2 separate regions of the Cricetulus griseus genome follow, and region 1 is linked to region 2. A link is a contact called in public Hi-C data. All regions are on one chromosome and are shown on one strand. Each heading gives the region's core, a stretch centred on a gene start, on an enhancer-like site or on the middle of the called end of the contact. The rest is flanking DNA. Distances are from core to core; before and after follow the strand shown.

The links. Hi-C and Micro-C count contacts between places; a contact is called where the count stands out from the background.
Region 1: a Hi-C map of liver shows a contact between it and region 2, with 2.4 times the contacts expected there. The contact joins the enhancer-like site here to the promoter of Adamts18 in region 2. A contact is called at or near these places in 2 of 8 Hi-C or Micro-C datasets (the CHK-Q cell line and liver).

The regions. Positions count from the first base shown.
Region 1 is chr3:190,385,130-190,391,586 of CriGri-PICRH-1.0, reverse strand. No RefSeq gene overlaps it. Among named protein-coding and RNA genes, the nearest start is that of Adamts18, 140 kb to the right of the region's middle. Within about 2 kb of position 2,691, at least 1 of the 6 cell types and tissues checked has open chromatin away from gene starts, as enhancers often do.
Region 2 is chr3:190,247,283-190,254,035 of CriGri-PICRH-1.0, reverse strand. Adamts18 (A disintegrin and metalloproteinase with thrombospondin motifs 18) reads left to right here and starts at 3,575. Exons shown (of 23, transcript XM_027406073.2): 1 at 3,575-3,664; 2 at 3,767-3,854. The coding sequence starts at 3,575.

The DNA of each region.
Region 1 (6,457 bases), core at 1,442-3,941, 140 kb before region 2:
AATTAAATACCAGGCTGCACAAAGCCCAAACACACTGGGCATGTACTCTTGAAAGTGTAGTCCAAACTGCTTGTACCAAATAAATCCAGTGTTTGCGCTTTGGAATCGAACATGGTTTTCTGAGTGCCCCTACATGTCGGACATGGATGCCCTTCCCATAGGTAGTTTCCAAGTTCATTTTAAAAAATACATTTGAAGGGGTACAGAGTTATGGTAAATATTTCCTTGTAGGGCTCTGCCATATGGAATACCACACTTATTATACCAGTTAGAAAATGGGCTTATGAAGTGATGCCACCTGGCTGAGGGCGATACAGGCCTGAAGCTATTATTCTGCCTCTGCCTGGAGAATCCTTCCAATAGGGTTTCTTCCCCCAGGAAGCTGTGCTATTTGATTTCCACACTCCACCTGGCCCTTATTCAGTACCAATGTCTCGGATTCTGTGTGTGGGTAACAGAGGAGAAGCCTGACGTGTTTCAACAGAAATCTCTCGGTTGTAACACTGATGCCAACTTTCCAGTGCGACAGGCAGGAAATAAATCAGGGGAGTCTTCCTCCATCTCTAGGAGGAAGGAAAGACACTTGAGATGTCCAATAAATGGGGAGACCCTGGTGTGGCATCTGCTCTAGGGATGGAGGTCTGAGATCAGGGTAACTGATTTGATATTCCTCACCCCACCCCAGTTTACTTTTGTCCAGCGCTAATGTCTGGTACTAACAGAAACATCTTTTCCACGTCCCCCATGTGGTGCAGGAAATAGCTGCCAGGAAGGGAGAAGGCAGAGGCCAGCCTGTGTCAAGTCCCACGAAGTCCTTCAGGCACCGTTTTCTTCCTGGGCCAATTAGCTGGAAGGGTTTAGAGGCTTCTGTGAATGGAGATGATGGTCGTCTCTGATTGAGTGCTCTCTGGAGGCAGAGGCAGACATGAATTGATGGAAGTGAGTAGGACTTCCCTCACATGATTGCCTTTGCTTGAAAACTCTGTTCAGGAAATTGTGGTCATCGCTCAATAAGTGACCTGGACTTCCATGGAGTCCTTGGGAAAACAGCCGATTGGCAAAAGGGGATGCTGATCTCTGAGCAAGGGAGTGCGGTGCATCATGCAGGCATAAACAGAGCGTTTGGGCATGGTCAGCGGTACAGGTATCCAGGGTCTCTGCACAGCTTTTGTGGCTTTGTGATATAATGTTGCCTTGAGTGGCAAGGCTGATGTATGTACCGAGGCTCCACCTTACACCTGGGCAGTGGCTTAGTTTCTTGTCTTATTGCTGAGACAAAATACTCTTGACAAAAGCAACTCGAGGGAGAAAGGGCTTAAATCAGTTCCCAGTTTAAGGTAGTGAAGTCAAGGCAGGGGGATCTGGAAGCAGATGCTTACATTGTATTCACAGTTAAAAAGTGGAGAGAAATGCACGCAAGCTCAGCTCACTTCTCCATTCTACACAGTCCAGCATTCTGGCTCGGGAAATAGTCTGAAGAAATCACTTTGTTTCTTCCTGTGTTTTTCTTTCTGCTGCCTTGAAAACACTTATGACTAGTGCAGACTGCTAGGAGCAGTTGCAGTAAGCTATTCCAACCCTCTGGGGGAGAGCCCAGGTTCCAGAGGTGTGCTGTTTTGATCATTGTCCACCAGGTGGCAGCCTCCCCACGGTAACTGAGGCAACAGCTTTCTCAGAAGTCTTTGAAATGCTTATTGGGTAACTCCAGCAGGGTTGACGCTGTACTGATGAGACAAATGATTCAGCCTCTGCCCTCAAGAAACTTACAGAGGCGTGGCTTCAAAAGTTCCGTCAATCAGACTGTGCTGTTTTGATACTCCTTAGATAGGACTCCTTAAAAATAAAAAAGACACTTTATGTTATGTATTATGTAAAGGCTCCTCCCTACCTACCTGAGAGGAGTCATTCAAGGGCTCACTTTACAGAACAGCAAACTAGATGCGCGTTTTTATTTCTGGAATCATGGAGCTGGTGAAACAGAGGCAGACCCAAACCCATGCCTCTCTGCTACTCCCATCTTCATGTTCTTTATTACGTCTTGCTAAGTATTAGTTTCATAAAGTGCTCAGAAGGTACAGCCAGCCACAAAGGCTGGGTATTTTCATGTACATTATATCCCTGATGGCTGGTTATAAATGAAGACTCTGCTTTGGGGGAAAGGTATCCTTTGGCCCTATCGGGGTGATGCTGATAAGATCAGCCTGCATTCCCACAAACCTCCTGGTGAGAAGCAGCACCCAAAGATATGCCATCTGTGTGTTCTGCAATAGTTTGACGGTGAAATTAGCATGGAGGCATTAATGTCTTGTGGTGAATTCACCTAGCAGTCTGTCTACAGATGTGCACGGTATAGTGCAGCACATGAATGTTATCTGGAATATAAGTTACAATGCATTTGTTTGGCAGCTCACTGAGGCAGAGTCCTGAGTGTGTCTACAGCATTCTAGTCACATTTGTGGTTTTGGATTCCAATAGTAATTCTTTGAGCTGTTTCTTCTCCGGAGAAGACTTCTGCATCAGGATCACCCAAATAGAACTGATACAATGAATGTAGCCTTAGGGAGAGCTCATGTGATTCAGAGGCTGGTATGTTCTAGAATCTATTATCTGCAAGACAGAGATCCAGGAAAGCAAGCAGTGTACTTTGAACCCAAGTCCAGAAGGCCTGAGACCAAGGAATCCAATGATGTAGGTCCTAGTCAAGTTCAAAGTCCTTCGACAAGAACACCGGGGCTGCCAGTTTCCAAGGTTAGAAAGCAAATGGATGTCAGCCCAGGCAGAGTGAATTCTTCTTTCTCACCCTTTTGTCCTTTTTTGGGCCCTGAGACAGTTGGACGATGCCCACTCTATTCAAGTGGCAGCTTTTTATCCAGTCTGCCAAACACAGACTCCTCAGGGACCATCCTTATAAACTCTGGATAGTGCTTCACTGGCTATCCAGGCTATCTAGTCAGGCATATTGACACTTGTACTCAACCATCACAGCTCCCCCACTTGGCTTTTACACTTCAAAATGCTGTTGGAGGAGAGACTGGTGAGAAACCTCGGGTGAGGACACAGTTTCAAGAAGAGGCTGCTGGTGAGAAGCAGGAAGAGAGTGGGTTGGCAGGGCAGGGCAGGCCAGGCCAGGCCAGGAGACAATGCCAAAGAAGAAAGCAAGCTCGGGCAAAAGTTGCAGACTGGGGAGCTTCCCCCGGATCCCATCAGGGCATCTTTGGAAAGGAAATGGTGTCCTAAAATCTGGGGCAAGGGAGATGGGGATTTCCCAGAACTGTACCTGTCAGCCCTTTGTGAAGAGTAGGAGGCAGAGACAATGCTTACCCCAGAATTGTGGCTTGCTAAGCCCATGAGCAAAACTAACTTCATTAACCCAAGATCAGACTCTCCAAGTCGTTCCATTGGTAGCAAAAGCCCCCTGACACATGGTACAAAGATATCCAAGGGCAAGTAGGTGGGGCATTGACATCACCCCTGCAGTTTTTAGGCTCTTGAAAAGGACATCTTTAATTTGATGCTTGCAAACCCTTACAGAGGCCTGTGATTTGTAGTACTTACTCTGTAGCTCACTGTAGCGGTAGAATAAGTTAGCAGGTTGCTAGTTAGTTCACACCTCGGTACAATGACCTCTCATCCAGTATTTTTCTGACTGGCTGGCAGTGTTTTGTCCGGTCTGCTGAGGTTCACCCTCTTTCTCTTATGCAGTCTGACTTCCGTTTTCTACCGTGATTGGAGTTATCTCAGTTTGCCATCACACGCTGCCTGTACAAGAGCCATCACGCCCAGAAGGAAGGGGATGGAAGGTGGGCTGCCAATAATGGCAAAACTCACTGAAGTTAAAGGTGGCATACACTCTGAGCCAAGGCCTAGTCTGACCCCTCTGGGGACTGGTGCCTGAGCTGCAGAGTTTGATGTGATTGACGACAGCTGGATTTCCACATCCTAAGGAAAGGGTGTGCACACACACACCCCACAAGTGTAACGTAATGCACCTGCAGGGGAGCAGGGACAGAAGACAACTTCACATGTCTGTCCTCAAGTGCATTCTGCCTTTTGTAAGACAAGGTCTTTCATCAACCCGGAGCCTCGAAGTTCAGGTCAAGAAGCTGGTCTCAGATCCAGAGGCCCCTTTGTCTCCACCTGCCATCCTGAAGCTCTGGAATTAATTATAGTCACATGGCACCGTGTCTGGCTTTTTACTTGGCTTCTGAGAAACCTGGAGTCACATCCTCAAGTTTGCAGCGTGGACTATCTCTCTAGTCCTAGATGTCCACTTTCTAAGTCACTGGTGGCCTCTAGGACTCGAGACTTCAGTTTCTTCTTTCTGGAAAAGCCCTTTGGGTATGTTTAGTTGGGGCCAAAGTCAAAGGGTGCTGGAAGGAAGACGTTTGGGGGAAGACATAAGAGAACAACCATGCCCCCTGCCTCCCCTGCACTGTTCAGAAAAGATAGGACATTCCTGAGTGATCTCTCCTAAGACAGCTATTTGAGTTATTCAGGGACCCAGGGTCACACAGGAAGAGTAGAGTCATACTCCACTCTCTAAATCTCTATCCTAAAGGTTACCCAGTGGAAAGCACTCAGTGTTCCACTACATCACAGGGCACTAAGGTCCTCATCAGCATCACTTCATGGACATTAATTACACCTCTGTGTGCATGTCAGCATTTCCCTCAGCAGGTCTGTTCTCAGCTTAAATTGCTTAAAGCTGCACAGACACTTGGTGATGACAGCCCAGCCCAGGTGTGGACAGGCTGGGAAGAACTGGGTGCTGGGACATCATCTGTGAACCTGTCTTACTCATCTGGCCACGCAACAGCTCAGTTCCAGCTGCCTCAACACATGCCGATGGCCCCAGGGTTATACTCTGATGTGGAAAGATGTAAACAGAATGGTCGGAGTCCAGTGTGGACTGTAAACTGAGGTCTCTGATCCTCCCTCCTCCTGGGTTAAGAAGGAGAGCCCAGATTCTATCAAAATTTGAGATATTTGAAGTGGCTTTAAAAGAGAAAGAGGCAATAAAGGTGGACGAATTCCTGGTAAGAGGTGGAAGCTAGGGATGGAGTTCCTGTTAGAGCTCTTGCCTAGAGTGTACAAGTTCCTATGTTTGGTCCTCTGTAAGGAGATGATGCAACAACAGGCGTTCAACACTCAGGGACAGCCATAGCAGAAAGCCTTTGGCTGCTAAACCTGTGGGGTGGTTGAGAGCGTGGGCTGTAAGAATGTAAAGATCTTTGAATGACATCTCTGAAGAAGTGACTTTGGAGCTGAAATGTGCCAGGCACTAGGGCTATACATAAAAGAATGATGGGACTGAGACTGTGAGCTTGGACAGAGTTTTAAGTATTGGAGAACAGGGGGGAAGTGTGTGGCAGAGGAGAGGCAGAGGGAGCACTGTGGGGGTTGATGCCGGAGAGATAGGAATGCACCTCTTTGCTGTGGTAAGAGAGGGTTTTAGTTTCCTCCTGTGTATTTTTGTCTATAGTACTCAAGGTAAAAGCTCCAGCCATGTGCATACTCGGCAAGCACTGCACCACTGAGCTCTGTCCCTGGTCCTCATTTTTCCCCTAAGCAGTGGGAAGCTAGTGAAATGTGCCAAGCGAGAGAATAATTCTATCTCTTGGAGCTTAGTCGGCCTGCCCTACACTGGCAGCAAACACTGCTTGGCCACCTCCTTCATTCTGTTCTGAGTGCTAGCTCCTTCTCAGTGACAGCAAAGGTGTCCTTCTCAGCAAAGGTGTCCTTCTACACTCCCACTTAGAATGCGGATGTGGAGGGAATGTTTGCCTACAGCTTTCTCCTTTGGAACCTCCATTGTCCACGATGACTATAGTTTCACCACCACCACCAGCACATTCCAAGATGGTGGCTTTGGCCCATCTTGTCCCCTCTCTCACTTTCTGTGATTTCCTCCTCCTCCAGACATTCACGCATCCTGAACCAACTTATTTTAAAAATATATTTATTTTATGTGTGTCTGCCCATCTCTCTCTCTCTCTCTCTTCTCTCTCTCTCTCTCTCTCTCTCTCTCTCTCTCTCTCTCTCTCTCTCTCTGTGTGTGTGTGCATTGTGTGTGTGCAGTGACCAAGGAGACCAGAAGAGGGCAGAAGATCCCCTTAAATGGGAGTTACAGATGCTTTTGAGCTACCATGTGAGTGCTAGGACTTGAACTCCCGTCTTCTGTAAGATCAGCCAATTCTCTTACCTGCTGAACTGTCTCTCAAGCTCCTGGACCAACTTCCTGAAGTGTAACAGAGAATCTGTATTCATTCCCCAACCCTATGTGTAAAGCCTCTCTTCAACTTATGGTTAATCTAATAGACCATATAGAGGCTAAGCTCAGTATTTACATGCATTTTTGTACTCGATGTACTCACTGACACTCTCTTTTTTTTTTTTATTTGATAGCAGCTTTTTTTATTGGTTACAAAACCTAAGCCCATATACAAAATTAGGAACA
Region 2 (6,753 bases), core at 2,326-4,825:
CCATCTGCATGCCATGTTCTGGGCTAAGATTGAAAAAAGTCTGTTGATTTGTTATGAACTTTAACAGTTATTACAGTGTTTTAGATATTACTGTTTTAAAGTAAGCTAAAAATTTCAAAGTATTATCAAATGACTTAGAAATGCTACAAAATATCCCTATGTTCAAGGCTGGACCCCATGCTGATGACCCTCTGTCACCATCTAGAGGTAGTGCAAACATATTGCAGGCCCAGTTCTTAGGAAACAGGATGTGTGAAGTCATCCCAGAAGTTAAGGCTTTGCAAATGTTTGTATATCAGCCCTGCAGGAAAGGTTAGACACTTCCATAGGTAAATGAACACTATCAGAGTTTTGATTGCTGTATCTGTGGTAATATAGGAAATAGTTCCTGGAAACTGAACCAAATTTTAGAAGACTGAGATCTATTGAATTATAAGAATTGGAATGACACTAAGGGGGTTGAACCAACTCTGTTAGGTTCAGAAGGAGGCTGAGGACCTTAATGAATGGATACTTAATGACTCCATGTTTTTGGAGAAAAGACTAATATTAGGAACTACACTGTTCATTCGTGTTCTCCCTGGGGCAATCCCTCCCTTACCCCCAGCCTGGAAACATCTGGAAGTTGGCCCTGAATCATCTCTCTCTCTCTCTCTCTCTCTCTCTCTCTCTCTCTCTCTCTCTCTGTGTGTGTGTGTGTGTGTGTGTGTCTGTCTGTCTGTCTGTCTGCTCTGTCTCTGTCGTCTCTCTGTCTCTCTTGTCTCTCTCGTCGTCTCTCTCTCTCTCTCTCTCTCTGTGTGTGTGTGTGTGTGTGTGTGTGTGTGTGTGTGTGTGTGTGTGTGTGTGTTGGTTAATATTGATTGACGATCTGAGAGTATCAGAATGACCTAATCGATAAACCTCTGGGCATGTTTGTGTGGCAGTTCGCTATCTAGAGGATTGGGCTAATAACTGAGATGAAAGACTCTCTCTAAATGTGGTTGGCACAAGTCCATGGGGAGGATCTTAGATCAAATAAAAAGGAGATAATGAGTTGAACACCAGCATTCATCTCACTGCTTCCTGAGGATGGACACAATGTAACCTGCTGCCTACCTTTCCTGACAGGATGAACTATATTCCCTCTAACTATAAGCTTTGGATTCCAGTCTTGAGCTTAGCCACAAATAGAGTTGCTCTGAAAGGATGTGGGTAATTTCTTGCAAACTCATCTTAATTCGAGGAAGAACACTTGCCAGGGGCACAGTTTTTATCAGCTTTTTGTGGACAGACTAAGTGTCCCTCCAGTTTCTGTTGGTGTTTGCTTGGTGCTGTGACCTACAGCACTGTTGACCCAGTCTCCATTTTTGTTAATTCTATTGGTTAGTGACATGGTGGGTGTTTTTTTTTTCTGCATGTCTTTGGTGTCTAATTTCCTTTAGTGTCCATTTCTTTGGTGAAGTCACCTAATGCATTAAGTCACCCCTATCACAATCAGCTAGCTGCTCATCTCTGTGTCCTATGCCCAATGGATCCTGGCTCAGCATCACAGGCAGTTTTGATGCATATGTAAATTCCACATAACTTATTATACAAAGTATATGGAAATATCCTGTTCTTACTTTTAAGGCCTCCTTATGAAATGGTTAGAAAAATATACTAAGTTCTTAGAATACCCTTTAGATATAGCATGATGATTACTGTTTAACTTATTTTAAGACAGGGACCCAGTGATTATGGAACCCTGATTTTTCTTACTTTGAAACCATGCTTCATCCTTACAGCAGATATGTGCCACATTTGCCTCTACAGTCCAAGTTTATCATTCACTGTTGCACTCAGTGAACTAGACTATGTATATTGACCTATCACTTTTTTCTGAGATTGACAAGGCCCTCCTTGAAATGGTATTTAGGGGGCTGAACAGGGCTGTCTCCTTCTATTACCACCCTTGCTCTGCACCCTGATGATGGCGACAGTAACCTAACTCTGTCCCCTCTGCTTGCCTGGGTACCTCTGGTCAGTCTGCATGCTCGGCAGGCTTCCCACTGGCTGATATTTGGAGCTGATATTGCTTACTACCTACACACAATACACAGTCACATATATAGGATGCTGCATCCTATATACCTGCATACTTTGCACACCTCTGCCAACACTACAGGGCCCTCCTCATCCAGGCACCTGATGGTTTTGTCTCTTTCCTGTTTAATGCTTCCACCATGGCCACTACCTTCACTGCTTCAAAAGTTCTTCATGTATGCTGTACCCTTTCTCTTATTGGGTAAATCCTAGTCCCCTCTTTCTTGTAAAATGGACTTGCTGTCTTGGGCTTTAATTTTTCTTTTTCAGTGGCATCTCTAAGAGATGTCTCATATTTGACAACCCCCCTCCAACTACAGTCTGTCTTGCTTAGGACTTGGTTGGTGCTCTTTGATAATATTTGTGATTACATGCTTCTGTTGTTGTTTTGCTGCAGCTGAGCTGTCCAATGAAAGTCTTTCTCACTGGCCTGTAAACGAGTATTTTATTTTCCTCACTACTAACTGTAGGAATCAAAAGAACCAAATAAGTGCGTTGAGTAAATGGGTAGCCATACAGAATGAGAGGTGCCTCATGTCTACACAAGCTCTATTTCTTAGAGTGTAAAGAGGTCTGGCAATCTGGGGACAAGGTTAAATTTGTAGAAGAGAGTCTAGAGAAGGCCACCTCAGAGCAGGGGTGGGGGTTCTTTTACACACTGGGGACGGTGACCAGTTATTCACTGCTCACCGTTCATTCTTCAAGCTGCCCTAGATATGCCTGTTACTGGTGGGATTCTGGGCAGTTGGGCGATCTTGAATGCATCCAAGCTTCAGGATGCACATCTCTTTATCAAAGGTTCGGGATTGCCACCTAGTCAGGGCAGGGCCGCGGGCGAGGCAAAAGAGAAAACTGCAGCAAGTTTCCAGGGAACCCTGGGTTTCTTCGCCATCACCAGAAGAGTTGTCCAGAAGTCACACCCCTTACCTGAGCCTCCAGCTTCTCAGTTCCTCAGCTCATCTTTCTGTGGCCCCAAGCTAGGATCCCTAGGCGGACCCTGAACGCTGCTATCCCTCTCCTGGCTGTGCGTAGGTCCCTCCCTCCCCCTTACTCCCACCCGGCCTCCCCGCCCCCTCCTTCCCCTCCCTCAGAGCCCAGGCCCAGGAATCCCACGCCCTTTGCAGTACAGGAGCTCGGACGAGCCCAGGGAAGCCTCGGGTCGCCAATCACCGAGCGGAGGAGAGGCGGGCGCTAGGCTCGGGCGCGCTGGGGGAGCCAGCTGGCGCTGCTCTACTCGAGCCGCAGACAATCACCCCGACACCGACACGCGCGCAGCAGACCCGCGGGCATCACCAGCAGAGCTTCCCCGCCACCGGCGCTGCAAACCGGACTTTGGAGACCCCTACACCCAGAAGCGCCGCAGGCCTGCGCAGTCGGAGCAGGGAGGAGGCTCACAGGCTCCCGCGCTGCCATGTGAGCCGCAGAAGCGACTCTCACCTGGCGCCGCACCTGGGGCTCCGCGGCCCTCGGGGACAATGCACGCCTCCAGCAGTCACCGCGTCCGCACCTGACCATGGAGTGCGCCCTCCTGTTCGCGTGCGCCCTCCGGGCCGCTGGTCCCGGGCCGCCGTGGGGCCCCGCGGGACTAGGGCGTCTGGCCAAGGCAGGTGCCACCACCAAGGGGCGCGCCGCACAGCCGGGACCAGGGAGGCGCCCGACCCGCGCTACTGCTCACACTTGGGTGTCACCTTTTTCTCTCTTGCAGGCGCTCCAGTTGTGCTGCCTCTGCTGTGCTTCGGTGGCCGTCGCCTTAGCCAGTGACAGCAGCAGCGGTGGCAGCGGATTAAATGATGGTGCGTATTTGCCCTCTGTCTCTGTACTTCACCATCCCACAAGGGCTCCCCACCCTGCCCTTCACACTCTGTCCTCTTTGTGTTCAAGAGGGAGAAATGTTAAGAAAAAGGTGCACCTCCTAACCTGGCAGGTGTATGCTGCTCGGAGAGGGGAAGTGTGGCAAGGTCTGTGAAGTTATCAGAAAATCAATGCCTCAAGCTGAAAGTCACAAAGATGAGAAAATAATTTCCCTCCTTCACAGATGGCTTGTTAAGAAAAAGAATCCGAATTTAAGTAAGAAATTAGAAAGGAAGTGGGCACCGAGTAGGGAATTGATAAGAGGCTCCTTCGTTTCCTTCCTCCCCTGGGAAAGCCACAGAAACTAATTCTAGTTGAGTCCGAGAGGGGGTGAGCCCCAATTTTCCCTGCTGCCACTGTCCCATTGCCCTTTCCTTCTTTCTCTCTTTGCTGATATTGTGCCATGGATACTCAAAGTTGCCTTTTGGTGGAAAGCGCTAGCACAAGGTGCTTTAAGTCTTTGTTTTTTGTTTGTTTGTTTGTTTGTTTGTTGTTGCTGTTTTCCTGTCTCTTAAGCCCCCCAGCTTCAAAGGTCCAGAGTATGCTTGGTCTTTTCTCATTTATTGACTCCACAGGACTCCCAGAGAGGGAAACCCTTGTTTTCAGTGTTTCCCACCAGCTGCAGGAGAACAATTCATGTTTGCCCCAGGCTCTTTAGCAAGACCTTACTGGCCAACATGGATTTCTCTGGATTCTAAAATTGTCATCTTTGTAGGACTGAGTCCTCTTGTCCAGATGCAAGGGACTGGATAGTGCCAGAATTACGGGCAAAGGCTTTCAGAGAATCGGTGGTGAGAGGACAAGAGACCCAGAAATACACTTTTGTCAGCTCTACCTTTTGTCCCCTCAGACCCAGTCAGAAGTTTCTAAAACATGCCCCCTGTTCACTGAGATCTAATGGCCATCAAGCCTTTCTGTTAAGGCATGGCCTATAAGGACTTCTTTGTTTTGTTTTTGGAGACAGGGTCTCACAAAGTCTAGATACAGAGAAGATAACCTTAACTTTAGGACCCTCCTATCCCATCTCCCTAATGCTGGTTTCACAGGAATGCCCGACACACCTGGTTTATATAGTAATGGGGATTGAACCCAGAGCCTCATGCATGTTTGGCAAGAACTTTACCCACTGAGCTACATTTCCCAGCCCCTGTAAGCACCTAAACTGACACAGCACATCATTCTTTACAAGGGACCTCTCACGGCCCCTGTTCCCAAACAGGACTGAATGTAACCAACAGCCTGTATGTTCCCCTTTTGGAAACAAACTTGTAACAGGTATCTGGGGGGGGGAGTTCAGGATGGCTGGCTAATACTCCCAAGTAAGAGCAGGTAGAGTTTCAGGTGGCTGTGCTCAAGGAGGTTAAGGAACACACTGGAGAAACACGAACTTAGGTAGATGGAGACTCTGGTAGATGGAGAAAGTAAATTTTCTCTTTAAAAAACAAAGAAAGAAAGGCTGGCTTTAATCAAAAGCTACATACCTGCAGAACAACACATCAGGAATGTTTGAGAACTAAAACATGCCCTGCTCAATTTTAAGGGAAACACATTTTTCCTTTTATTTTCTGAAAAATATGTCAATGATAGGGCATTTCTAGTTTAAATGAGAGAGAGTGGTGAAAAGAGCCATAAAAGAGTTGGCCACGCCTTAAAAGTCACAAGTGGTCCAGAAAGAAACGGGACACATTATTGTAATGTTGGGGTTTCTTTGCTAATGTGAGCCTAATTAGAATATAATTAGTATATAGCATATTTATCCCTACACACTGTGAGACTTCCTGATTCCTTAGCGTCTCCTAAATAATGTTTCATTTCATTGTTGTTGACTGTTCAGGGAAGGGAAATTTCTTTTTCTTTTCTTTTCTTTTCTCTTCTGGGAGCCAAGGACCCAAGTGACTCAAACATGCCTCTTAGTTGTTCGGAATCTTTCTAAACACTTTCCAAATTAGTTTCTCATTCTGTGCCTCGAAAGTGGAAACCCAGAACTTTTTTTTTTTTTTTTTTTTTTTTGTGCACAGGGCATTCTCCACATCATCTTCTGGGACGATGCTTTTCAATTCCAATGTTTTGTGAAAGAAAGCAGTGTACTGGCTTTGCTCTTTCCCACAGCAAATTGTTTCCTAGCTGTCCACCCCCCACACACACCCCCAGATCATACAGCAATTAGTGCTGCTCAGGGGAGCCAGGGGGAAGGCATTTTTGAACATGCCTTTCCAGGTGTCCCTGATCGGCCACGCCCCCTCCAACATGTCTGAGCAGTTTGAAACATCAGCCTCTATCTAGGATGGTTTTGAAGGTTTGGAGGCAGGTTTCTGTCTATGTTGTGTTTTAGGCATCAGATTAAACAGGAGAGTCCCCAGTGGAAGCTGCTTGAAACAGTAAAGGAACTCCAAGTGTCCAGGTTCTTGTAAAGTAACACTGGAAGAGGGGGTTGACTGCCCCTTGTTAATGAGCTGAGGGGGTCATCAGAAGCTGCACACTCTGACTTATTTGCAGTTTAAACACCTCCAGAAAAGTTTCTATCCCCAGTTCAACCTAAACAAAGCTATCAATCCCCCAGAAGAAAAATTCCCACTTACTAACCTTTGTGGCATTATACTGATTAATTTTGGTCAATAATAATAATAATAATAATAATAATAATAATAATAAACACATACCAGTGCTATGTGTCTAATGCATGAAGAGTTCCTATTTCTTTTCAGATTGAATATTGACCTTTCACCCAAATATCTTAGAAATTTATCAGAATTGCACTTGGCTTTTAGTTTTTGTGGGATTTATTTTTCTTTTCTTTTCTTTTCTTTTTTTTTTGTGCTAGACAAGTGCTACCACTTAAGC